Regions from separate parts of the Mus musculus genome. Here regions 2, 3, 4, 5, 6 and 7 are each linked to region 1. Evidence: chromatin contacts called from public HiChIP or PLAC-seq data. All regions are on one chromosome and are shown on one strand. The core of a region is the stretch at or near the end of the contact, and the rest is flanking DNA. Distances in the headings are between cores, read along the strand shown.

Region 1 (3,315 bases), core at 251-2,750:
TCATTTGTAAAAAAAAAAAATACTGAATTCAACAACCTGTTTTCAAAATAAGTGGTGAAGGTCAGTAAGCTATTTCTTTTCAAGGAGGAAGTCAACGCTTTTAGTTGTGTGTTTCTATAGCGATTATGGGAAAGTGTATTCGGTGACATGCAAGAGAACTGCCCTCCCTCTCTTTAGGCATATACAGGTTAATTTTTATAGTGAGTAACGACTTGGACAAACATTAAAGGGTTACAGATCTTTACAGATCCAGACAATGACTTTCCAGAAGCAACCGAGATATAAAAAATCATAAAACATTTAAAAGCAAACCTGTAGAAACAATCTCAGCTACAGTGCTACACTGACAAGGAATCCCAAAGTAAAGGAAAACTCATTCTGGACAGTTCCCTGGTGCTGAAGTTACACCGCCTCTAAACCGATGCTTGGGTGCTACTTTCACGCCTCCCACCCTCGCCAAAACCCCGCTGGCTGGACTGTGAGCAAACATAGTAGAACTTCACAAGCAGGGAGCAACCCAAACTGCCACGATGGTAGGAAGTGGAGTCTCCTCGGGATCCTACAGATTTACTAGTTGCAAACAGGAAGAACAGCAGCAGAGTGCAGGGTGTTAGCACCCGCCGAGGGGGAGGGGCTGGAAGATGGCGGCGGCCGCACACCCACCCGAGACGAGACGAGACCGCGCTTAGGCCCCCTCGCCCGCCCCGCAGCCTTCCTGTCCGCTGCGACCGTGGGCAGCGCAGCTCCTCCCGGGGCTGGGGACGGAGCCGGCCCTCGCAGGCGCGGGACGAGCGACCCCGGTGGCACCGGCACCCCGGGCCTGGGCGCTTCACCCGGGTCCGGCCCGGGAGCACCTGTGCACGGCCATATTGGATTCCTTGCCCCAGTCACTGCCTCCGCGCGGGGGCGGCGGGAAAGGAAATGGGACGCGAGGAGCCAGGGTTCAGCCTCATCCCGGGAGCCGAAGTGGCCCGCGGGGAAAGCCGGAGGGCGCCGGGGAAACCGCCGCCTCCCCGAGCTCGCCACCGTCACCTCAGCCGGCCTCGGCGCCCTCCCTCCGCGACACACACCCCCGCGGCTGACAACTAGAAAGCGACCCTGGCGGCCGCGGGCCGCAGCCCTCGTGGCCCCCGCGCCACCGGCGGGGAGGAAAGGCGGCGATCCCCGGCGCGCGGGCGGTCGCGGGGAAGCGGCCGAGGGGGGCGGAGGGCAGGGAGGGAGGCGGGAAGATGGAGCCGGGTCCTTACTTGAGCACGGACTGCTCCTTCTCCTCTTCTTTCTTCTGACGATCCATGACAGCCAGGATGATTTTCCTCTCCTCTTCCGTGAGGTGGCTGAGGTCCGGCATCTCGGGCTGCGGAGGAGGTTGAGAGGCCGCCGGGGTGGGAGCCGGGCGGCCCCGGGGCCCGAGCGGAGCCGACATGTTTGGCGGAGCCGAACCACCCTAGGGAAGCAGGGAGGCAACTCCGCTGGCAGCCGCGGCTCGGGCGCGGGCGGCTGGGGCAGCCTCCGGGGCTGGGACAAATGCATACAAATCAATGGCCTTCAATCCGAGGCGACAGCCCCCCTCCCCCAGGAAAGAAGGCAGGGGGAGGGGAGGGCCGAGGGGGGAGGGCTGAGGAGTGCGCTCGGGGAAATGTTTCTTCTTCCCGGGGGCGAAGGGCTGCCAAGTGAGCGGTTCGCGGGAGCGAGGAGCTGGAGGCCCCGACGCCGAGTGCGCGGAGCGGCGGGGGAGGGCGGTGGAGTAAGGTGGCGGGGACGGCTGAGGGTGGGGTGACTGGAGGGAGGCGGCCGCGGGCCGGGGCGCGAGTGTCCGGCGCGGCGGCGGAGCGGAGCGGGAAGCGCTGCCCGCGAGCCCGACCCCTGGGGAGTCCCGGGAACTCGCCCCGAGCGCCCGGAGGCGGCGAGAGCGGCCGTCCCGCCGGCTGGCGCGTCACCGGGCTCCGGGGCTCCGCGAGGGAGGACCCCTCCGGGAACCACGAGGCGCGGGCTGCGGCAGGGGACCCCAGCCCCCACCCCGGCCCCAGACGGCCGATCTTCCGGCCCGCGGCCCGCGGCTGCCAACGCCCGGACCCAAGTGAGCTCGCGCGCGCCGCGGGGCCGGCCGCCCGCCGCGCCTCATCACGCGCCCGCCCGGGGTCCCGCCGCCGCCGCCCCCAGTGTCCGCGGAGTCGGCGCGGCGGGCCCGCTAGGTGCACTCGCCCGCGCCGCCTCTGCCTCGCCGACTCTTCCCGCCGGGCCCGTGTCCCCTGCGAACCGCCCAGGCCCGGACTCGGCCGACGCTCGCCCCGGACCCTGCTAACGGCTGGGGCGGGGCGGGGAGCTGTGAGGAGCAGGGCGGCGAGGGAGCGGGCGCCCCGGGGTGCGGGGCTGTGGGCGGTGGGGGCGGGAGGATCTCAGGTGGCTGGCGCCGAGCCTGAGGGACCGGGCGCCCCCCGAGCTGTCCCGGGCGGGGTACTGGACCCTGGACGAGGGAAGATCGGAGCAGGTGGGTGTCCCTGCGGTGTCAGCGGCCCGGGACTCGCAGCGGGGAAGAGCCTGAGGGAGTGGAAAGGACCTGGGCGGGAGTGCGGAAGTTCTGGAAAACTGGGTTGTCGGTACCCGCTGCACGGAGAGGTACAGAAGACAGGATGCTGGGGCGGTTTGCCCGAGGCGATTGGAAGGTGTAAGAGGGAAAGGGTCAGATCACGTCCCCGGAGGAATCGGGCCGTTCAGCCCCTTTCTGCCGGTCACTCTAATCTAGAGAAGAGTCGTTATTGGAGCGTTAGCCTGATTTTAGAAAGCCTGGAGACAGGCTCAGTCAAAGAACAGAAGAAAACCGACTCCAATAGGAGGGAGGTGGCCACCACCGGCGCGGGCTCTCAGAGAAGCCCAGCGCAGCCCAGACAGCTCTCCCTCGGGGCGGGGCGAGCCAGCTGAGGTGATCTGGATCACCCCCTCTTCCTCTTCCTGCCACTAGACAGGTGCTTGGTTAGCAAGGTTACAGTGTTCGTGCGTGTGTATGTACACACCCCTACCACGCCTTCCACACTCGCACTGCTTAGTACTAGGCCAGGTTATAGGCTGGTGAGTAAAACCTTCGGGGTTTGTATTGTATTTACGTGTAGTAAGCTCTCTCCCTCCTTTGTTCCCCAGGTACCATCTGACTAGTCTCAGTTTGAGAGAACTGGGAACAGACAAAGCGGCACTACATGTCTCTTGTGATTTCTAAGCTGAAATATCTATATTGTTTTTCTCCCATCCTTTGTAACTAGAAAGAAAAAAATGGAAACGTTTGCTTATGTTTTGTTTCATATTATTATTACTACTGTTCAT
Region 2 (3,315 bases), core at 356-2,855, 660 kb before region 1:
TCTAGAAACACACCAGCAGTCTCTCAAGTCTATCAGGATGTAAAAGATCAAGGAAGGATGGGCTTGCAAACTTCTGTCAGCCTAGGTCTCCACATGGGGAGGACGAGGAGGATGGGGAGGACGAGGAGGACAGGGAGGACGGGGAGGACGAGGAGGACAGGGAGGACGGGGAGGACGAGGAGGACAGGGAGGACGGGGAGGACGGGGAGGACGGGGCCCTGAAGTGTCCTGCCCAAGCTTCATAGAGTTCATGCCAAAGCCAGAGTTTGACTTCCAATCCCAAGTCCGCATCTGTTTTCCTTCCACCCCTCAGTCTGCCTGTTCCCCCAAACTCCACACCCATCACCCATCCAGGCAGAAGCTCATTAGCAGGCTGGAGTGTTCTTTCCCACCACAGGGTCCCCCGGGGACCTAGAGTGTCTGCAGAAACAATGGCGTTTGGAGGCCAAGCTCCCCAGTGAGCATGCTTGTCCAGGCTTCTGACCCGAAGGTGTTGAGTAGGGACAGTGACTCCACCAGGGGACAGTCTTCCTAGTCTGGTAGCCTGCATTTTTCTTAAAGCTTACTCTCTTTTCTGCTCTATTTCTGCCTGCGAATCTCAGTGAGCCATTTCCTTCCCCTTCGCAGATACCTGGCAAGCCCCTCTTCTGCTAGAACTTTGAGTTAATTAAATGTGGGAAGTTTGTTCTGTGTTGTGTCATGATATAAAGTGTCCAAGATAAAGAAACCTTTGCAGTCGCTCATCCGGGCAGTTTCAGAGAGAGCCCCAGTGGCAGCAGGGACATCCAATCTCATGCTCCTGGTGGTGTTGACTTGCAAGCCTGTAGGAGTTTCATTGTGTATATAATTACCCCTTTCACAGTTGCACAAAGGTCCCTTGACAATAATTATATAACCTTCCTGAGGTTTTGGTGTTTTTCTTCCTGGCCTGACAGCCAAATCCATGGGTCTTTAGATTATCGGTGCGTTCTAATTTTTAATCGTTTTGAGGTGTGGATAGTCTGATGCATCAGGAAATTCGACACAAGCATCTCTCAAGTGACGCTAGATCACATCAAATTGAGAATGAAGATTAGCCATCATGCCGCCCTTGATTACCCCTCAAGCCTTCTCTCAGGCAGCTCCTTGTCTGCCAGCTTCCCTTGTAAGAGCCTGTCTCCCTGCTCAGCACATCTTCTCTGCTTATCCATCTGGAGACCAGAATCCCACACATGCCAGCACAACCTGCCAATCACAGAGACTGCAGTGGTTTGCTCTTGATTTTGAGTCAAGTGTGTTTGTTTTGAGGTGTTATTGTTGCTGGTGCTGTGCAGGTTCCTTCTGTCTTTTGGTGTAGACATTGTTCACCAAGGAACCAAGTGAATTTCTTTCTTTCACTAAAGTATCTTTGCCTCTAGGGAGGCAAGCCCCTGACTGCAGCTTTCAAATTCCAAGACCCCTCCCCTCTGTGGACTCATAAACTCAGTGGACACCCCGACTTATTGTAACTGGATGCTAGGGGTTGTGCTTAAGGGTTTGTCCAGGTCTGCGGCAGGGCAGCCCTGCCCTGAGGTGGAGCTACATCTCTGTCCTGCATTTAAATAAACCCTTGTACCTCACCTGCCACCAGAGATCTGCCCGCCTTCAGCCCAGCGGGAGAGGGAGTTCTGGCACAGTTCGTGGAGAGCTTAAAGGAAAGCCAACTTTGTTCGCAGTCCCCAGCGCCCTGGACCATGGCACCACAGGGACGACTTCTCATCCGCGGGGGTCGCATTGTCAATGACGACTTCTCACAGGTGGCCGATGTGCTAGTGGAGGACGGCGTGGTGCGGGCGCTGGGACGGGACCTGCTGCCTCCTGAGGACGCATCTCGGGGGCTGCGAATCCTAGATGCAGCGGGCAAGCTCGTCCTGCCCGGGGGCATCGACACGCACACGCACATGCAATTCCCGTTCATGGGCTCGCAGTCAGTGGACGACTTCTACCAGGGCACCAAGGTACCCAAACCACAGACCTATAATCTGGGGTCTCTAGCGGCTCCACCTCGTCCGCTCCTGCGCAGTAGTAGGGACTGAGGTGGAGTGAGACACTTGAGCTAGCTGTGGGCACAAAAGGACGCCCATCTCGGGTGAAGATACTGTATGCCGTGCTCTGTGGCCCCTCTGCTCTTCCTTTTGGGTTGTTTGGCACTCTGGAGGCCATCTCTTCCCTTTGCCTTCTTTTCTCTAGGCACCACCTCCTGGTGTCTGTAATTCTCTTTTGTCATGATAATCCGTGGGGGGTTGCAAAGCCGCTATACTGTCTATACAATTGGCTTGTTTGTTTTTCAAAATTGACCTTTGCGGCCTTTTCTCCCAGTTCTCCAGCCAACAAGCGAAAACTCCATTTACCTAGAGGATACTGCTGTGACTAGTGAGGCCTGGGTGAGTGGAAGCCACACAGAGATAGTCCACACTGGACGGAGCCCAGCCCTGTAGAAGTAAGATAGCCTGTCCAGGAGTTCCCTCCAGCCTTCACTCACACCAAGGTGACCTCTCCAAGCCCTTTTGCTACCTGCTTGCTCCAGGCAACAGTACCTGCCCGCTTTTAGTGATGTAAGCAGCCAGATCTAGACTGCAGAAGACGATGTCCTGGTCTTTGTCTAAGCGAAGACCAATGAAAGTTTTGGCCAAGGTTTCCTTGGAGCGTCTGAACCCACCATGGGATTGTCAAGGCAGCTTTATAGGAAACTGAAAACGTATCCCCCAAGCCTAGGCTGAAGATGTCAAATCCACAACATTTTTAAGTCTTGCCTCAAAGCCGCTTTGAGAGAAGAGGCTTCTTGCAAAGGGGAGGAGATACACTGATTTCAAGGCCAAGGTTGTTCAGGGGATTCCTCTCAGGACTGTGTCTAAACGCATCCAGCCGCAGAGGCCTGGTAAAGACCAACGGGCTCTCAGAGCAGTCCACACGTTGTTTATTTCACGTACTTACCTGGCTTCAAACCCTCCACCCTCCTCACACCCGCCCTGCCAACTGCCCCCGTCCTCCACGACCACACAGAACAGTTAACAGAAAGGAGAAAGGCAGGCAGTTTTGACCCAGAGAGAAGGGTCCAGGACACGCTGCCTAGTGCAACATTTGGAATGCTTCTTCCTAGTTACTCATTACCAGTGTCTATCATTGTGCTAATAAACATCATCGTCTGCAGGACAAACTATTGTCCCTTTCAAAACTAAAGTACTGTGCTATGAATCTATCTCTTTTTTACAAAATGTTAGGAACACATTTTTGTATTTGGGATGAATCTGTCAGTGATTGGAACAATCCACAATTGTAGAAAGAAGAAAAGTCTCG
Region 3 (3,315 bases), core at 267-2,766, 640 kb before region 1:
AAGGAAGAGAGTGACCCTGACCAGGCTTCAGCTTCTGAGACCTAAAAGTCCATTCCCTAGTGACATACTTCCTCCAACAAGGCACACCTCCCAATATTGCCCATCCCCGTGAGCCTTTAGGGCCATGGCCATTCAAACTACCACATCTGACTCCCTGCTCTCCATAGTAGATCATTATGAAAAAGTCTCCATAGTCTATCTCAAAGTCTACTCTGAGACTCAGGCAATCTCTTGACTGTAATCCCCTGTAAAATCAAAATGAAAAGCAGATCACATGTTTCCAACATATAATGGCACAGGACATACATTATGATTCTAAAGGGGAGCTTACTGGACCAAAACAAGACCAAAAAACAACTGGGCAAACTCCAAAGTCTGCATGGCTTGGTCTGCATGACCATGTCTGATGTCAAAGGGCTCTTCAGACTGTTCATAGCTGAGTTACCTTTGACCTTGGCAAAGAGGGGATGTCCATTTCATTCTTAAGTCTTGCTTGGCCTGAGGTAATTAAATCAGGTGATTTCCCACCCACACTTCTTGTGTTAAGCCACTTGTGCAAAAAGGAAGCACCATAAATCTGTCCCAAGAGTTATCTCAGAGAACCCAGGCTAAAAATTAGACATACCCCCTGGTGGTGTGACTCACTCACAAGGAAGTTCTGCTCAGCTCAGCCCAGATCTGACCTACTCCCTATACTCCAGTTTGAGATGGGGTTTCTATTTCTAGCCTTGATTTCTATTATTATTATTATTATTATTATTATTATTATTATTATTGTCATCATCATCATCATCATCATCATCATTATTTTACAGTCTAGTCGTTATCCTCCATCCAGCTCGCCCCTCTGACAGTTCCTCACCCCATTCCTCTTCCCCCTGTCTCCAAGAGGATGTTTACCCCCAACCCCTCAGTCCTCTCCACTCCCTGGGGCCTCAAGTCTCTCAAGGGTCAGGTGCATCTTCTCTCACTGAGGCCAGACCAGGCAGTCCTCTGCTGTATATGTGTCAGGGGCCTCATACTAGCTAGTATACGCTTTCTGGTTGGCTCGCCTTGATTTCAAGATCCTCCTGCTTCAGCCTCTAGAATTCTTGGATTACAGGTACAAGTGATGGTCTAGTCTTTAGCCAAACAGTGCATGTGCTGATATGAGCCGTTGACATCCCTGATTATTCTCGTCTCACTAGCTTTCACCATGCACATACCTTTCTAGCCACTTTGCTGCACAAGGGGTTCTCAATGACCCTTTAGAAAGCACACTGTGCTCATCTCCCCAGTCTACCACCAGAGCTTGGATGCCATGGATTCTGCTGTTTTGTTTAGAGTGGAGGTGTAGTCTCTCAGTAGCTTAATCTGCCTGTTATTGTTTCTCCTCTGTGATTGAAACATCAACTATAGCCCACTTGTGGTGGTTTGATTAGGAATGTCCCCACAGACTCCCATGACTAAATGCTTTGTCATAGGGAATGGCACAGCTAGGAGAAGTGGCCTCCCTAGAGTAGGCGTGACCTTGCTGGAGGAAGTATGTCCCTGTGGGGGCAGGATTTGAGGTCTCAGAAGCTCAAGTTAGTTCTCTTCCTGCTTCCTGTTGGTCCATTTGTTGAGCACTCAGCTCCTTCTCTAGCACCATGGCTGCCTATGTGCCTCTCTGTTTTCTGTCATGACAATAATGGACTAAATCTGTGAACTGTAAGCCAGCCCCAATTAAATCTTTTCCTTTATAAAAGCTGCCTTGATCATGGTGTCTCTTCACAACCATAGAACCCTAACTGAGATAGAAGTCTATCCTTAACCTGTTTTAACGTATCTTATTAAAATTCAACCTAATTTTATACCCAAGCTCCCGTCTTTACGGGGCAAGTACACGTCTTGTTTGAACATATTGATTAAACATTTTATTTTTGCTTTTCACAAAAACCAAGTTAAAGGATGCAAATGTGCTGTCCCAACTCTGGGTTGGATTTGTAAATTAGAGTGAGGCCCCAATAGTTCCTCAGACACACATTGGGAGCTGGGCCTTGGGGTTGGTTTGCTGTTTATTTGTTTGTTTGTAGTTGTTTGAACTGGTCTTGGTTTTCCTATAGCACAAAGATCCATATCTACCCAAGCTTTCTGTTGCAGGACATAAAGTTCTCACACAGAGGTTGGGGTAGTTCCCACTTTTCAACTCCGTCCTCCACATATTCTTGTTTTTAGAAGACCAAAGAGAGATTCATAAAAGGCCACATCCTCTCATGCTCTTTATTGATGAACAGCAGCAAGCCAAGTCTTGTTTCTTCTATACTTCAGTGCACTGACTCTCAGTGGCCAGGGTAGGGGAGGCTGATGTGTGGTTGAGTTCAGGAGAATTTGAATGTCACCTTGTCTCTTCTTTCTTGGTCTTATGCATCTGATTACCTCATTGCCTTTTAAATTTAGAAAAAGATATACTTCAAAGCAGTTGAAAACTGGCCATTTAAGAACATTTCAAAATCTGGAATTGTGTGGCTCTGAGGGAAACAGCATTGATAGAAGGTGTAGATTTCTTAAGGTTCCTGATACACAAAGTACCACAGCCATAGTGCAAGCAATAAGGTCCTGTTTTTCCAGAGTACTGAAGATGAGAAACCTGAGAGGGCAGTGTCAATAGCACCAGTGTTTTCTGAGCTGTGGATGAAGCTAAATCCCAGGTCACATTCCAGGCCATGTCCCAGGGAATGTCTCAGGGTGATGTTCCAGGCCATATCCCAGAGAATGTCCCAAGGTGATGTCCCAGGCCATGTCCCAGGTATCCCAGGGTGATGTCCCAAGCCATGTCCCAAGACTCTCTTCTTGGTTCATTGGGAGGCTTTTCTCCTTGGCTTTCAATGTGTCCCTGTTTTTTGGTGTCTATATTCCAACTCCCTCTTCTTTTCAATGCCAGTCTTACTAGATTAGGTTCCACCCCAAAGGCCTCACTTTAATTTCACTATCTCTATAAAGACCTTATTCAATATCTTTGAAGACTTCAAGAGCTGAATTCTGGTGTGTGGTGGCTTGAATGGGAATGGTCCCCAGAGGCTCATATATTTCAATACTCAGGCCCCAGTTGGTAGAACTCTTTGGGAAGGATCAGAAGGTGTGGTCTTGTTGGAGAAGGCATGCACTAGAGGTAGGTTCTGAGGTTTCAAATGATCATTGCTGTGCCCAATAGATTCTCTCCTTCCTGCCTGTGGTTCAAGATGTGAGCTGTTCCTGTTGTCATGCCTTTCCTCCTCCATCATGGACTCTAATCCTCTCCTACTGTAAGCCCAAATAAATGCTTTCTTCTAAGAGTTTCCTCAGTCATGGTGTTTT
Region 4 (3,315 bases), core at 270-2,769, 620 kb before region 1:
CTATAGGAGGAACAACAATGTGAACTAACCAGTACCTCTCATTGTTGTGTCTCTAGTTGCATATGTAGAAGAAGATGGCCTAGTTGGCCATCATTGGGAGGAGAGGCCCCTTGGTCTTGCAAACTTTATATGCCCCAGCACAGGGGAACGCCAGGGCCAAGAAGTGGAAGTGAGTGGGTAGGGGAGCAGGGTGGGGGGGGGAGGGGTATAGGGGACTTTTGGGATAGCATTTGAAATGTAAATGAAGAAAATACCTAATAAAAAATTTTAAAAAAATGAAGCCGGGCGTGGTGGCACACGACTTTAATCCCAGCACTCGGAAGACAGAGGCAGGAGGATTTCTGAGTTCGAGGACAGCCTGGTCTACAAAGTGAGTTCCAGGACAGCCAGGGCTATACAGAGAAACCCTGGCTCGAAAAACAAAAAACAAACAAACAAAAATACTGTTTGAGAGGTTCAGAGCAGAGCGGTCCTGCATGAGGCCAGAGGGAGGTGTACTGTCACGTCACGTGGGATGAGAGTGGGCAGAGGATCCGTACCCGAGAGTCGAACTGAAGCTGAGGCAGAGTAAACTCAAGCACGGGGGAGGAGCAGGCGTCCAGGCTGCCTGAAGAAAGAAGAGAAGGCAGCCAGATGGCCTCCAATGTGAATTGTGTCTGTCATAGACTGAGCTGAATGTTCACAAAGTTAGCCTTGTGGAAAAGAATTATTTAATCAAGGGAAGAAATGGATTTATCCTACGATGGTGATTTTAACATTAGTTACAGTCCAGTGTTATATATGATTTCTGTTTTAACATATAATTAGACACTAGATGTTTTACTGCAAAATTCCTCAAATGCTTTTAGCATAAATGACAGAAGACGGCAATGTGCATTGAATCCCATATCCTGAAGGGGGCGCCCACAACCCGCACTGGGCTGCCCGATCTGCTGGTTATGTAAGGAGGCAGCCTCCTGAGAGAGGAAGCGATTGCTAACGCTCTGGGGGCTACATGGTACCTAGATGTTTCTGTGTGTTTGTTATTCCTGTTGGTTATTAACGGCACGTAGAAAACAGTGTGCTTGCCACATAGCCTGCTGCCCTAAAACCGGGTTTCATTAATGTCACCAAAGGAGGTCAGGAGAAAGAAAAGCCGGGCATCCACACTTTTCTCCTTCTGCTGCTTGTTTTGTAAATCTATAGAAGCTGCATGGTTCCAAGAGTGAGGCACTGACATCAGTGTGCTGATGGATCTCGAGAGAGGACTGGGAGTGGGCGTATGAGGGGAAAGGTAGGAAATCCTGATGAAAGATGACCTTAGACATAACAAGCCTGTAAAGAAAAAGTCCCTGCAAAACCAACTGCAATACCTCCTCTGTGTCATTGCACATTTAAAAAAAAAAAAAGGCTGCATTTAGTGCAAAGAGAACATTATCAACTTTTTTTTTTCTGCTTTGGAAATGAAGAGTCCCCTGTATTCAGTTTGACAGCTCATTGAGCCTGTGTCTATCTCTTGTGACAGAAGTGTGTGCCCTGTGCTTCACTGCTCCGGTCAAAGCTTTAGAGTTAAGGACATAGCCCTTTATCTAGTTGTTTGGCCTTTTTTGGGGTAGAATATTCTGGTACTTAGCTTATAGAGAAGAAATCAAGAGTGTGGGTTTCATGTGATATTGAAACAGAATTTTAAGGTGTCATATGGTTGAAACAGAGATCAGTCAAAATGGCCAACCTGTTAAAACTCTGATCAGAGAAAGGGGAATGTGAGCTGCCTGCAGGTCTGCAGGAGCAGCAGCAACTCGTGGTCTGGCAATTTAAGGCTCTCCTTTGAGCTCTGGTTCTTTGGTATTCATTAAAGAGCACTTAGTTACTATGGAAACTGTCCCTTTTCTGTATTTATGAGCTACAGGGCATCTCACAGCATCTCAAGCATACCAGCACAGCTGACTACTGTGTGCATTGAAACATTTGATGAAGACTTCTAGCCGCTCTGTATTCTGCAGAGGAGGCATATTTTTGTTTCCAGTTATTTGGGGTTTATTATTTTTTTTAAACTCAATTACAGCAAGCTTTGACCTTGCATTCACCATTCTGGAAGGCATTGTGCTGCCTCTCCTGCTTAATTTCCGTCCTTTTCTCAGTGTAGATAGAGATAAACGAATTTAACTTTGTATTCAGTGAAGAGTAATGACTTGAAGATTATGAATGTGCCCCTGGGTTCTGCCTAGGAACCTTTGTATGAAATTGAGCAGGAGAGGGATGGTTCTCTAAGGGACATGGAGCAATAGGGAGTAAAAAGCATCATGAACCAAACAGTGAAGCTTAGGGTGTGTACATAGGGTCATATCATCAGGGAGAGCTTCAAAGAGACCGCTTGGCATTTTCCTTGGAGAAAACTAGATAACTCATTGTGTGCTATCTAATTTCTGAACTGTAATTCTTGTCTTCTTCCTCCAAAGAAGTATATGCATACACATGAGAGTGCACACACACCACACACACATGCACAAGCACATACATAAGCACACCTAAGTACACACACAAGCACACACACAAGCATACACACACCACACACACAAGCATACACACACCACACACACAAGCACACACACACCAAACACAGACAAGCACACACACAAGCACACACACAAGCATACACACACCACACACACACACACACACCACACATATACCACACACATAAGCGTACACACACAGAGAGAAGCACACACACACACCACACACAAGCACACACATAAGCATACACACACCACAACACACCACACACACAAGCACACATACCACACACACACACCACATACACACCACGCACACAGCACACACACAAGCATACACACTCCACACACTCAAGCACACACACAAGCATACACACAAGCATTTACACACCACACACACACCACACACACAAGCACACACACACACACACACCATACACATAAGCACACACACACACACACACACAAGTACTCACACAAGCATACACACTACACACACACACACACACACACACACACACACACACACACACAGTCTGTGATTGTTTTGAAAAGCTGGTCAGCATAAAGATTAGCTTTTCACACCAGTGCTGACAGACTCTGTAAAGAACTGTTCTCCCAGGCCCCAAAGCTCAGTTGTCCCAGTTCATGTGGTAGAGAAGAGCAATGTGCACTCAGGGCTTGTGCAGGTGCCTACGTAGAAACGATGGTTACACCATGATGTCCTTGCTGCGTTGTCATGATGCAGCATGGTGTTGGGACCCACAGGTGGGTCTGCACAGTTGGAGGAGCATCCTCCACACAGTTCTTACTACAGATG
Region 5 (3,315 bases), core at 535-3,034, 600 kb after region 1:
TCCAACTCTGCCACTCAGCTGAGGAGGGCAGAGCTAGCTAGGATTTTGAGTCTTGCATTCCCTGATCCTCTGCCTCTTGGAACCATGCACTTCTGCAGCGTAGGCATGCTGTGCTGTGATAAGACATTTACTCATTTATAGTACACATTTACATAGTACATCTATATTTCATTCTTTCTTTGGAAAATTTTACAGTTCTAGAGGATGGATCTTATTTTTTAAAAAATATTTATTTATTTATTTATTTATTATTTGAAAGTACACTGTAGCTGTCTTCAGATTTCATTATGGATGGTTGTGAGCCACCATGTGGTTGCTGGGATTTGAACTCAGGACCTTTGGAAGAGCAGACAGCGCTCTGAACCGCTGAATCATCTCACCAGCCCTGAGGATGGATCTTCTACAGTAAAAAAAAAAAAATAAAAAAATATGGCTTTGTATTTCAGCCCAGTATATGCTCTCAGATAAAGGGAACAAGAAAAGCTTCGCAAAACAGCAGCATGCAGGCTTCAATGCCAGGTCTCACTGCTAAAGAATTAATAAATAACATGTTGAGATTAGTTTTACAACCCACAGGCCGACTGGGATCCAATTAAAGAACTGTTCTTTAGTAATGCCTGAGATATAGTCTATTTTAAGGCAGTCGACCAAGCATCTCTGTTTATTAATTCAGGGAGGAGACGGCCTCATCAGGAGACTCTAATCCACGCTGGGTGTCATGACTCAGACCTGTAATCCTAGCTCTAAAGTGTCTGACACAGGGGTGGGGGGTGGCAAGTTCAAGGGCAGCCTGGACTCATAGAAAGGCTGTGTCTCAAAACCCAGCAAGTGGAAATAATCTAGTCCTGCTCTAAGGGGGTTGTTTGTCTAGCATGTGCAGGTCCTGAGTTTGACCCCCAGAAGTGAGGAGAAATCGTAAATCTAAGATTAAAAATCAAAATGCCTTTAGGAGACAAATGTAACAGATATTTATGATCCCAGACTAGGAAAATCTCTGGCTACAGATGTGGAGCTGTAATCCCAGTCCTTAGGGAAGCTGAGGCAGAAAAACTAACTACATCCAGCCTGGGCACCATAGGAGATTTTATTTCAAAACAAAATCAAAACCCAAAGAAGCAATAGTATCAATCATTAAAAGGATACAGTAACATTTTGCTTTTCCAAGACAGGATCTTATGTGGCCCAAGCTGGCTTCAAAGTCAGCTATAAAGACCTTGATCTTCTTCTGGCCTCCACCTTCCAAGTGCTGGGTTATAGCTGCACGGACCTCACTAGGGACTTCTGTGCACGTTTCCTTCTCCCTTCCCTTCCCTTCCCCTTCCCTTCCCTTCCCTTCCCTTCCCTTCCCTTCCCTTCCCTTCCCTTCCCTTCCCTTCCCTTTCCTCTTTCTTTCCTTTCCTTTCCTTTCCTTTTCTTTCCTTTCCTCTCTCTCTCTCTCTCTCTCTCTCTCTCTCTCTCTCTCTCTCTTTTCTTTTTTGACACAAATCTTATGTAGCCCAGGATAGCCTAGACCTTTTCATGGTTTTATGCAGAGGAAGACCTTGAATCCCCTCCTGTCTCCTGTTAGAATTTTAGACATGTGCCATCATGGCTGCTTTTTAAATGTGGTGCTGGAGAATCAAACCCAGGGTTTTACTCAGGCTTGGCAATCAGTCTACCAACTGAGCCACAGCATCAGCTCAGCTTCTTCATTACATATCTTGGAGTTGGTCAAAGATGGAATATGACTCAGACATATTCTTGGAGTTGGTCATATTCTGGAATATGACTCAGACATATTCTCAGAGGCATCACCAGCTCCTGATGTCAGGGCCAGGCCCTGAGGTAGACTTTTAATTCTTTCAGGGGAAAATAATGTGTGAGAAACTAGGCAAGAAGCAAGACATCTCTTGCCACCGCAGAGCTAGAAGGTAGGTGCACAGTGACCCAAACAGTGACCATGCCAGGACTTGGTAACAGTGGAGGTACGGTACTCTATATGGGGGTGCTTGGGGTTGGGGATTTAGCTCAGAGTGCTTGCTTAGCAATCGCGAGGCCCTGGGATTGGGCCTCAGCTCTGAAAAACAAACAAACAAACAAACAAACAAATCAAGGTAACTCAATATGGTGATTGTATGTTGAGAGTGTACTGGCCAGTGAACTGGTCTCGGTATCCACAGCAGCAGCTCAACCAGATTGCCACTGCACAGTAATCATGGCATGTTTCCCGTGCTTCTCGGCTCTCATGGTGGGTTTGGCGCCGATGCTATGACCCACTCATCGATTCTGCGCTGTGCAACCAGTCTTCAAGCACACAGCAGCAAGCACGTTATCAGGAGTCAGCTTCTATAGCAGATACCCCGACAGATGCTCCTTGTTCCCCATCAAGACCCAAGGGAGTTGTTTCTTCAGTGGCTGAGTGGGCTGCTGGCAGGCTGTCAGACCGCATGAGAATTACCTCTGTGGAAAGGAATGTGTTCCTCCAAGGTCAAGCCCAGCTACTGCAGAAGTCTGAATTCGGACACTGGCCAACATGGCCCCCACATGCTGTTGCAAGACTTCTCCCGTGGTGCTTAGTTCATTTGCGTTTCAGATAAACGTTAATATATAAGTTGCTGTAAAGCAAGGGGCACTTGCTAAAAAATATATACATCACTGTTTATATATAAAGTTCAAGTCTGTCGGGTATGGTGGTGCACGCCTTTAATCCTATCACTTGGGAGGCAGAGGCAGGCAGATTTCTGAGTTTGAGGCCAGCCTGGTCTACAGAGTGAGTTCCAGGACAGCCAGGGCTACACAGAGAAACCTTGTCTCCAAAAACAAAACAAACAAACAAAAAAAAGTTCAGGTCTGACTGCTTTTATTTGCTAAGTCTGGGAACACCAAACTCAAGGCAACTCGGTTACTGCCAGCCCAAGAGCCTTCCACGGTTCAGCTGAGACTCATGCCAGGACGTCCATCACATGGTAGCTCCTCCCCTGTAACGCCCACTCCACCTCTCCTCTCTCCCCTCTTCATCCCTCTCTCTTTCTCTGTTTCTTTGTTTGGTTTGGGTTTTGAGATGAACTCTCATTATGTAGCCAAGGCAGGACTGGAACCCACTGTGTAGTCCAGGCCGGTGTTAAGCCTGTGCCTTTTTTCCCTCAGAGCATCTGGTCCTTGGGATGATTGGCGTGCACCACCCCAATCAATTTCTTTTTCTTCCTGTTGTCCTCTTCCCCATTCTTCTTTTGAGATAAAGTCTCACTATGTCCCTCTGTCTGGACTGAAACTCCGTGTGTAGATGAGGATATCCTCCAACAGGTAGAACTCTGCCCTCGAGTGTGGGAGGGAAGG
Region 6 (3,315 bases), core at 449-2,948, 580 kb before region 1:
CGCATGAGGATATCATGTTGATCTGTTCCTCCCAAGTCCTTTCTTGTGCCTTGGTCCCTCTGTGCGGCAAAGCTGGGCTTCTCTTTGGATGTACCCACACTCTGGAGTAAGAGCCCAGGAGAGGATGTGTGGTTCCTTTAAGGAAGGATGGGCGGAGCTCAGCGTCATTTGATCTCAGCGCCCAGAAGAAAGGATGGTAAGCTGCACCTGAAGAGAAATCTTCAGCTCAATTAAACTCCAATTCTTTTTTCCCTCAGGTTAAAAGATACTGCAAAACGTTTTATTATTTTTTTATCCCTACACTTTTTAAAAAGACTTATTTATCTATTTATTTATTTTATGTATATGAGTACACCATCACTCTCTTCAGACACACCAGAAGAGGGCATCAGGTCCCATTTACCGATGGTTGTGAGCCACCACATGGTTGCTGGGAATTGAACTCAGGTCCTCTGGAAGAGCAGTCAGTGCTCTTAACTGCTGAGCCATCTCTCCAGCCCCTTATCCATACACTTTGTTTGACAAAGGCAGCTCTACATTAGAACACAGACTCCTTTACCAGTGAGTAAGTAAGCTGCTTTCTTACCCAGAAGTCAATCCTCACACAGCATTTACTGTTCACTGGAAATGTCACTGTCTCCTGGATGCTTTCCTAGGTAGGATGGTCCTTCTTTTATGCAGCTCCATGGAAGGGCCCAGCATCCAGTCCACAGGATGCCTTAACTCCTGCAGCGTACCGTTATCCTTCGTATCTGTGGATGCTACACAGCATTTACTTCTCATTAGGAGATAAAAGTGATCAGGAGTTGGGTTCAAGTGTAATAGTGTAAGGGAGGGTGAGCATGGGTAGTTAACATGATGTCATCCTAGGTCAGTGGGGTCAACATCCCCAGACTTCAGAATCACACTGCTGAAGCCAATTCCCCCAAGCACACTCACTGAGGGACTGAGATAGATGATAGCTTCACTTCTCTGTCTCCTCCCTCATCCCTCCTCCCTCCTCCCTCCAGAAGCTGAAAGGTCATTCAGGAGGGGCTTGTCTAGCTCACTGGCTCTCCCTCACACCCAGCACAGTGTGTGGTCAGTTATGGGCACTCCGTGGATACTTCACAGTTTTTAAATAAGAGAGGAAATAAAGGAATTCCTGCCCAGTTCTTCAGTGGATACAAATGAAGTGAGAGAGTCTTCTGTGAAGCAGACACCAATCCTGGAGCTACACAGCTCTCTAAGAGAGAGGAAAGTCACGTGGGCTCCAGCTAAGTCCTTGGAAATGCACATGAGACTCCCTTTGTATATTCCAGATGGCCTGGGAGACCAAGCTCTTTTTCCTTATGAAGTTTGATTGATCTTCCTAAACCTCAGTTTCTTCATTCACGTGACAAAAACAAACAAACAAACAAACAAACAAAAACCAAGAGTCTCCCTGGGAGTACCCTGAGGCCCATGATACTGTGGGAATGTGTGACCTTAATAAGATGTCTGCTGAAAGACCTTCCTGGTGATCTTCCGATAGAAAGCTCCCTTCCCGGAATGACCCAGCAAAACAAGCTTTACATGGAAGCTCTGAAGGTAAGGCAGGTGCAAATAATGACCAAGAAAGTTTCAGTCCCCTCTTCTGGTGACTAAGACCTCACCTCCCCCAAGGCCATCAATGCTGCTTAGGGAAGGTCTCAGAAACACTTGCCTCCCTGGAAGGGAGAGGCTAATTACCATTTCTAAAGGGGGAATGAAAAGGTCAGATCCAGCAAACAGTGGGCTTAAACACTCTTGTTGTAATCAAGGCCTACCCTTAAACTGTATAAAAAGTGTGTGCTTAGGAGACTTGGACTTGCCTCTGCCCTGATTGCAGGACAGCCCCAGTGTTCTGGATCAATAAGCCTCTTGCTTGTTGCAGCAATCTCAGTCTCCTAGTTTCTGTGAGTTGGACATCCTGGATGTAAGGCTCTTTGGGTCTTACATTACCCAAGCCCTACACAGTCTGCAAATGCCAGTGCCCATTGCTGGCAAGGTGATGAGTCAATAAAAATGGCTGCCCAGAAAGCCTAGGCCGTTTTGTTCTTTCCTTGAAGTTCACGACATCTGAGAGAACCAAGCCCTTAGTGGTGGCAGAATGGAAGCTATGAAAAGGGAGGTGGTTCAAACCCAGGCACAGATGAGAGCATTCAGCCATCTTGGAGACGTCAGTGGATGAAGGCCAGGATGTGGGCACCACGAGTGAAATGAGCAGGGATACATTTGGAGCATGGGAGATGGAAGCAGAGTGACAGCTACATCTCAGCAGGAACTCTTCTCCCTCTGTAGGAAGAGGGAGAACTGGGGGCTTTGTCAAAAGCTGGGAGGCTACAAAAGCTGCATTTGAACCAGCTGAGCAAGACATAGAAACGTTCTCAGTTTCAGTTCTTCTACTGATAAAATGCAGTAGCTAAGATTATTTTCTATGCAAGAAGAGTTAAAAACTAATGTCTTTGTTAGGCTTCCTACTTGCAGTTGGTGCAGAGGCCATGGAAGGGTGCTGCTTACTGACTTGCTTCACGTGGCCTGCTCAGACTGCTCTCTTATAGAATCCAGGCCCACCAGCCCAGGGATGGCACTACCCACAATGGAGGGCCCTCCCCACCTTGGTCTCTAATTCAGAAAATGCCTTACAGCTGGATCTCATGGAGGCATTTTCTCACCTGAGGCTCCTTCCTCTCTGATGACTCTAATGCCCATCTGTCAAGTTGATACAACTCAGGCACTATGTATAATGCCCTGGCTCTCTGTGTTAGTCCAGAGGCATCCCCTCCTGTTCTTCCTCACCGGGCTTTCTCCCTCTTCCTTTCCAACTTCCTCACGCTGGGTTGGAACCAGAAGCCACACAATATAATAATTAGATTTCTTTTTGTCAAACCAATTCTCTCCTTTTACTTCTTTCTGTGGACAAGTCTTATAAACAGAGAGACCCTGCCATCATTTATTGAGCACCTGCTGTTTGCAGGGCATGGAACCAGACCCTTTGGCCCTGAACAGCTGCACAGAGCAGTTCAGGAAGCAGCTTGGGAACTCTGCATTGGATGTCTTGGGCAAACAATTTAGTGAACAAGGAGAAGAGGGCTGTGCTGCGTAATGAAAGTAAACGCAACCACTGTGTTCATGGTCGGGGCTGCGTCTGTTGTAAGAGTCATCTGTGGTGAATCAGTGGGGCCTGTAAACCTACAAAGTGCATGCGGCCAGGCCCTTAGGACTCTTGAGACAAGGGTGTTTGTATAAAAGCTAGAGGGGCAGAGCATATTAGCTCGGTGTTTTCAAAGTGTGTTTTTATTTGTTTGTTTTGTT
Region 7 (3,315 bases), core at 457-2,956, 540 kb after region 1:
AAGGCCTTGACAAACTCTGTTCCCTCAACCTGGAATGTCCTTTTCACTCCTGCCTGCTCACCCCCTTTTCACACCAACCTCTTCTCAGTCATATCCTCAACAAAGCCTTCTTTGAATCTTCCACAAAAGTCATATTCCTGGGAAACATCTCTGTACTGCTCCATTACTCCTTCGGAGTAGATTTTACACACACACACACACACACACATTTATGTATATGTGTGTATATATATGTATATATGTAGATGTATATATATATGTGTGTGTGTGTGTATACATATATATATAGAGAGAGAGAGAGAGAGAGAGAGGGAGAGAGAGAGAGAGACAAGTGGTCTCACTATTTATTTAGCTTTGGTTGGCTCTGCCTCCTAAGTGCTAGGACTAAAGGTTAGTGCTCTATCACACGCCAAATGCACGACTATTAAAACCTATCTCCTCTGAATCTGTCTGGAAGCTCTGACAGCAGAGTCCCTGTCTGCTTCCTAAACCTTAGCACTCCCATAGTATCAGCCATAGAGCATGCAGTATATGAACAAGTATCACCAGACTTCAAAACTATTTCCCACTTTTCCACAATGCAGCCTACTACAAAAGCCTGGCCTTTGGCACCCCTAAATCATGTCTTCTTCTCTCATCAGGCCCTCAAATAACGAGGCTTTCACTGAGTAAAAAGTTCTCCTCTGTTGCCTCCAATCCCACCGACTTGCCAAGACCCAAACTCAAGTTTTCTTTCCTCCAGGATACTTTTCTCCTCCTTCTGTTTTTACCAGTTCTATACAACCTCATCTTTCCCCTGTGACTTATCTTCCCACCATCAATGTGAACTTTTAGGGCTGGGCTATTCACACCCGACCATTTCATTCCCGGGGCACCACTAAGTACAGAGTAGACAATTTTCCCCCTGATAACATTTTTCCTCTGAAAAGAACACAAGCTTCCCTCTTATGCCTCATAGGTGATTCAATCTGCCTTATAAGAGACTCTGTCCACCAGTTCCTTTTCGGGGATGTTGTTTAACCTCCCCCAACCCCAATCTAGTGAAATGTTTTTAAGCTGCCTGTATTCCTGTTTCATCCACTGCCTACAATGACCCCCGTGTCCTCTGTGACCGCCCCCTGCCTGCAGTGGGCACCCCTTCCGCCCTGAAAACTGTAATCCCTTCTATTCACATACAGGCGTAAACACCCAGTGGAGACTGCACACACACGCCGGTGAACCCTGAGCCTCACCTGAGGCATTCTGTCACTGTCCACCTTCTCACAAGTGACCAGGACTCGCTGGGATTCCCACCCAAGAAGGACCCGAATGTACAACACTTCTCCCTTCTGCCACTGAGTTCCCCGTCTGGGCCCCTTCCCCCTCCTTCTTCTTCCAAAGACACCAACCCTAGGCCCTGAGATGCGGAGAGCCCGCACCCAGGCCGGTTGCAGGTCCGACGCCACAGTCTAGGCCCCCGCGCCGCCCCCATCCTTCCCCGGCGGCCACTGCAGCGTCAGCTCCCCGCAGGGCTATCGCTCACTGACCCGAGGTGTCTCAGGAGGCGGCGGCGGCGACAGGTGCGGAGGCAGGAAGCCTGGTAGACGTTAACCGCTCAGCGCTCCATCCCTCCCGGACCTAAGCTCCGGCCTTTCGGCTTCCTCGACCCCTGCGCCCAGAGCAAGTCACGTGCCAGCCGGAGCAGTCAGCTGACCGCGGCGCACGCCGCTCCGCCTACGCGCGCGCACCACTGCGCGCAATCACGATGCGGCCAGGCCTCCGGAGAAGGCGGGGCTGAGAGAGCGCGCAGAGCGGGCTTCCGGGTGGGCGGAGCTTGCCGCTCCTCCAGATGCACCTGCGGTGGTTGGCCAGCCACCAGAAAATTCCCGCCCACCCTAAAATTACCCACAGGTTTCAGCCATTCAGACTCCCCCAAGCTCCTGCACTGACTTCTGCACTGCAAGTTTTGACAGTCCAGGTTTCGGGGAAATTTTTTCTAATAATCCACTTCAGTAGTTTCATATTTTTCATCCAATCTGGTATCACTTCGTTCCATAAAGTGATAAAGTGTTCAGGTTTAGTTACTCAGCACCAAACATTGTTAATTAGTTTTTTAGAATTAGCTAGTGGAGTGACCCCCTTGCCAGGAACTCCAAACTGTCTGGTTTAGGGGTACCAAAATGGATACAGGAAGTCAAGAAAGGTTTATGGACAGGGAAAAACCATCAGCCTTGGGTTCCAGAAAAATAGATATCAACCTACTCTCACAAACCGTGCACATCTCATTGGTTGAGAAGTTAGGTGGTGCATATCTCAGCATTTTAGGTTGCATAGAGGATTGGGGACTTGTCTATTTTAATCGTTTTTAGATTTACAGCTTAGCAAAGTGAAGCTCCAGAGGTTATGGTTCTGTTTGCACAATGTGTGGGCACTCCTGGCTGTTCTTACTAGCAAGCGGAATAATAGATTTCCATTGTCAACCTGACTGGCTTTAGAATTGCTAGGAGACAAACCTCTTGGAGGGAGTTTCCAGCCAGGTTTAATGTAGGACATTCACCTCGAATATGGGCAGCAGCATCTTGAATGATAGGAACCAACACAGAATGTTTTTTTTTTTTTTTTCGAGGCTTAGAGAGATGGCTCTGAGGTTAAGAACACATACTGCTCTCACAGAGGATCTGAATTCCTTACTGGCACCCACCTGGAGTGCCTTGTGACTCCAGCTACCTCCAGGAGATCCGATTGGCTTCATCTGGCCTCCTGCAGAACCTGTAATCATATGCACTCCCAGGAAGACAAAACACTCATACACATAAATACAAATAAAATTAATCTTTTAAAAATGATAAATAGGATTAGAGAGAGAAGGTTCAACAGGTAATGGGGCACTAACCACCAAGACTGATGGCCTGAATTGTATCCCCAGAACCACAAAGTGTATTCTGCAAGATAGCCTCCCATCTCCACATGCAAGCTGTAGTACCCACAAATAAATAAATGTAATAAAATTGTCAAATAAATAATCTTTTTTTAAAGGAGAAAGCTAAGCATCAACATTCATTGCTCTCTGCTTCCTGACTACCAATACAATGTAACCAGGGCTCTCAGACTCCTGCCTTCAGAGCTACAATTACTCTCACCACCTTGCTGAACTGTGAGCCAAAAGAAACCCTTCTGTATTCATTGCTTTCCTATTGCTGTGATAAAACACATTCCAGTCCATTACCATCACAGCAGGGAAGTGTGGCAGTAGACAGACATAGCAATCATAATAGCTGAGAGCTCACAAATCAAATAACAAGCAGGAAGCAGAAAGCAAAGGAAAAAAACGGTATG

The links. HiChIP or PLAC-seq counts read pairs in DNA pulled down with a chosen protein or histone mark.
Region 2: a contact with region 1 is called in an H3K4me3 HiChIP or PLAC-seq map of embryonic forebrain, with 5 times the contacts expected there. The contact joins the promoter of Dpys here to the promoter of Rims2 in region 1. A contact is called at or near these places in 7 of 39 promoter capture datasets (the 3T3-L1 cell line, 3T3-L1-derived adipocytes, cranial neural crest and 4 more), 1 of 484 Hi-C or Micro-C datasets (cerebral cortex) and 10 of 115 datasets of contacts at active chromatin or transcription factors (differentiating embryonic stem cells, embryonic forebrain, embryonic hindbrain and 4 more).
Region 3: an HNF4G HiChIP or PLAC-seq map of pancreatic cancer cells shows a contact between it and region 1, with 4 times the contacts expected there. The contact joins the enhancer-like site here to the promoter of Rims2 in region 1. A contact is called at or near these places in 9 of 39 promoter capture datasets (the 3T3-L1 cell line, 3T3-L1-derived adipocytes, cranial neural crest and 4 more), 1 of 484 Hi-C or Micro-C datasets (cerebral cortex) and 16 of 115 datasets of contacts at active chromatin or transcription factors (astrocytes, differentiating embryonic stem cells, embryonic basal ganglia and 8 more).
Region 4: a contact with region 1 is called in an H3K4me3 HiChIP or PLAC-seq map of forebrain, with 5 times the contacts expected there. The contact joins the enhancer-like site here to the promoter of Rims2 in region 1. A contact is called at or near these places in 6 of 39 promoter capture datasets (3T3-L1-derived adipocytes, cranial neural crest, hippocampal neurons and 2 more) and 11 of 115 datasets of contacts at active chromatin or transcription factors (differentiating embryonic stem cells, embryonic forebrain, embryonic hindbrain and 5 more).
Region 5: an H3K4me3 HiChIP or PLAC-seq map of stem cell-derived neural progenitor cells shows a contact between it and region 1, with 20 read pairs. The contact joins the promoter of 2310043O21Rik here to the promoter of Rims2 in region 1. A contact is called at or near these places in 1 of 39 promoter capture datasets (pre-B cells) and 3 of 115 datasets of contacts at active chromatin or transcription factors (embryonic stem cells and stem cell-derived neural progenitor cells).
Region 6: an H3K27ac HiChIP or PLAC-seq map of embryonic stem cells shows a contact between it and region 1, with 2.6 times the contacts expected there. The contact joins the enhancer-like site here to the promoter of Rims2 in region 1. A contact is called at or near these places in 1 of 39 promoter capture datasets (liver), 1 of 484 Hi-C or Micro-C datasets (LSK cells) and 3 of 115 datasets of contacts at active chromatin or transcription factors (embryonic stem cells, forebrain and stem cell-derived neural progenitor cells).
Region 7: a contact with region 1 is called in an H3K4me3 HiChIP or PLAC-seq map of stem cell-derived neural progenitor cells, with 6 times the contacts expected there. The contact joins the promoter of Atp6v1c1 here to the promoter of Rims2 in region 1. A contact is called at or near these places in 5 of 39 promoter capture datasets (3T3-L1-derived adipocytes, the HPC-7 cell line, cranial neural crest and 2 more), 2 of 484 Hi-C or Micro-C datasets (embryonic stem cells and nephron progenitors), 15 of 115 datasets of contacts at active chromatin or transcription factors (SST interneurons, craniofacial prominence, embryonic basal ganglia and 9 more) and 3 of 9 other capture datasets (adipose tissue, embryonic stem cells and pancreatic islet).

What each region holds. Positions count from the first base shown.
Region 1 is chr15:39,196,471-39,199,785 of GRCm38.p6, reverse strand. It overlaps Rims2 (regulating synaptic membrane exocytosis 2), which reads right to left and starts at 1,500. Exons shown (of 27, transcript NM_053271.2): 1 at 1,248-1,500. The coding sequence starts at 1,423.
Region 2 is chr15:39,855,760-39,859,074 of GRCm38.p6, reverse strand. It overlaps Dpys (dihydropyrimidinase), which reads left to right and starts at 1,605. Exons shown (of 10, transcript NM_001164466.1): 1 at 1,605-1,976. The coding sequence starts at 1,713.
Region 3 is chr15:39,832,077-39,835,391 of GRCm38.p6, reverse strand. All of the region lies in intron 4 of Dpys (dihydropyrimidinase), which reads left to right. Among named protein-coding and RNA genes, the nearest start is that of Dpys, 24 kb to the left of the region's middle. Within about 2 kb of position 1,516, at least 11 of the 459 cell types and tissues checked have an H3K27ac peak or open chromatin away from gene starts, as enhancers often do. A contact at or near this core is called in pancreatic cancer cells, where this site is marked.
Region 4 is chr15:39,814,850-39,818,164 of GRCm38.p6, reverse strand. The region is part of intron 7 of Dpys (dihydropyrimidinase); the gene reads left to right. Among named protein-coding and RNA genes, the nearest start is that of Gm16291, 19 kb to the right of the region's middle. Within about 2 kb of position 1,519, at least 69 of the 459 cell types and tissues checked have an H3K27ac peak or open chromatin away from gene starts, as enhancers often do. A contact at or near this core is called in forebrain, hippocampal neurons, liver and 1 more, where this site is marked.
Region 5 is chr15:38,593,403-38,596,717 of GRCm38.p6, reverse strand. 2310043O21Rik (RIKEN cDNA 2310043O21 gene) reads left to right here and starts at 1,784. Exons shown (of 3, transcript NR_045757.1): 1 at 1,784-1,910. The region is part of intron 2 of Gm41309 (a long non-coding RNA gene); the gene reads left to right.
Region 6 is chr15:39,779,149-39,782,463 of GRCm38.p6, reverse strand. It overlaps a transcript of Dpys not described here. Among named protein-coding and RNA genes, the nearest start is that of Gm16291, 16 kb to the left of the region's middle. Within about 2 kb of position 1,698, at least 19 of the 459 cell types and tissues checked have an H3K27ac peak or open chromatin away from gene starts, as enhancers often do. A contact at or near this core is called in embryonic stem cells, where this site is marked.
Region 7 is chr15:38,660,295-38,663,609 of GRCm38.p6, reverse strand. Atp6v1c1 (ATPase, H+ transporting, lysosomal V1 subunit C1) reads right to left here and starts at 1,706. Exons shown (of 13, transcript NM_025494.3): 1 at 1,527-1,706.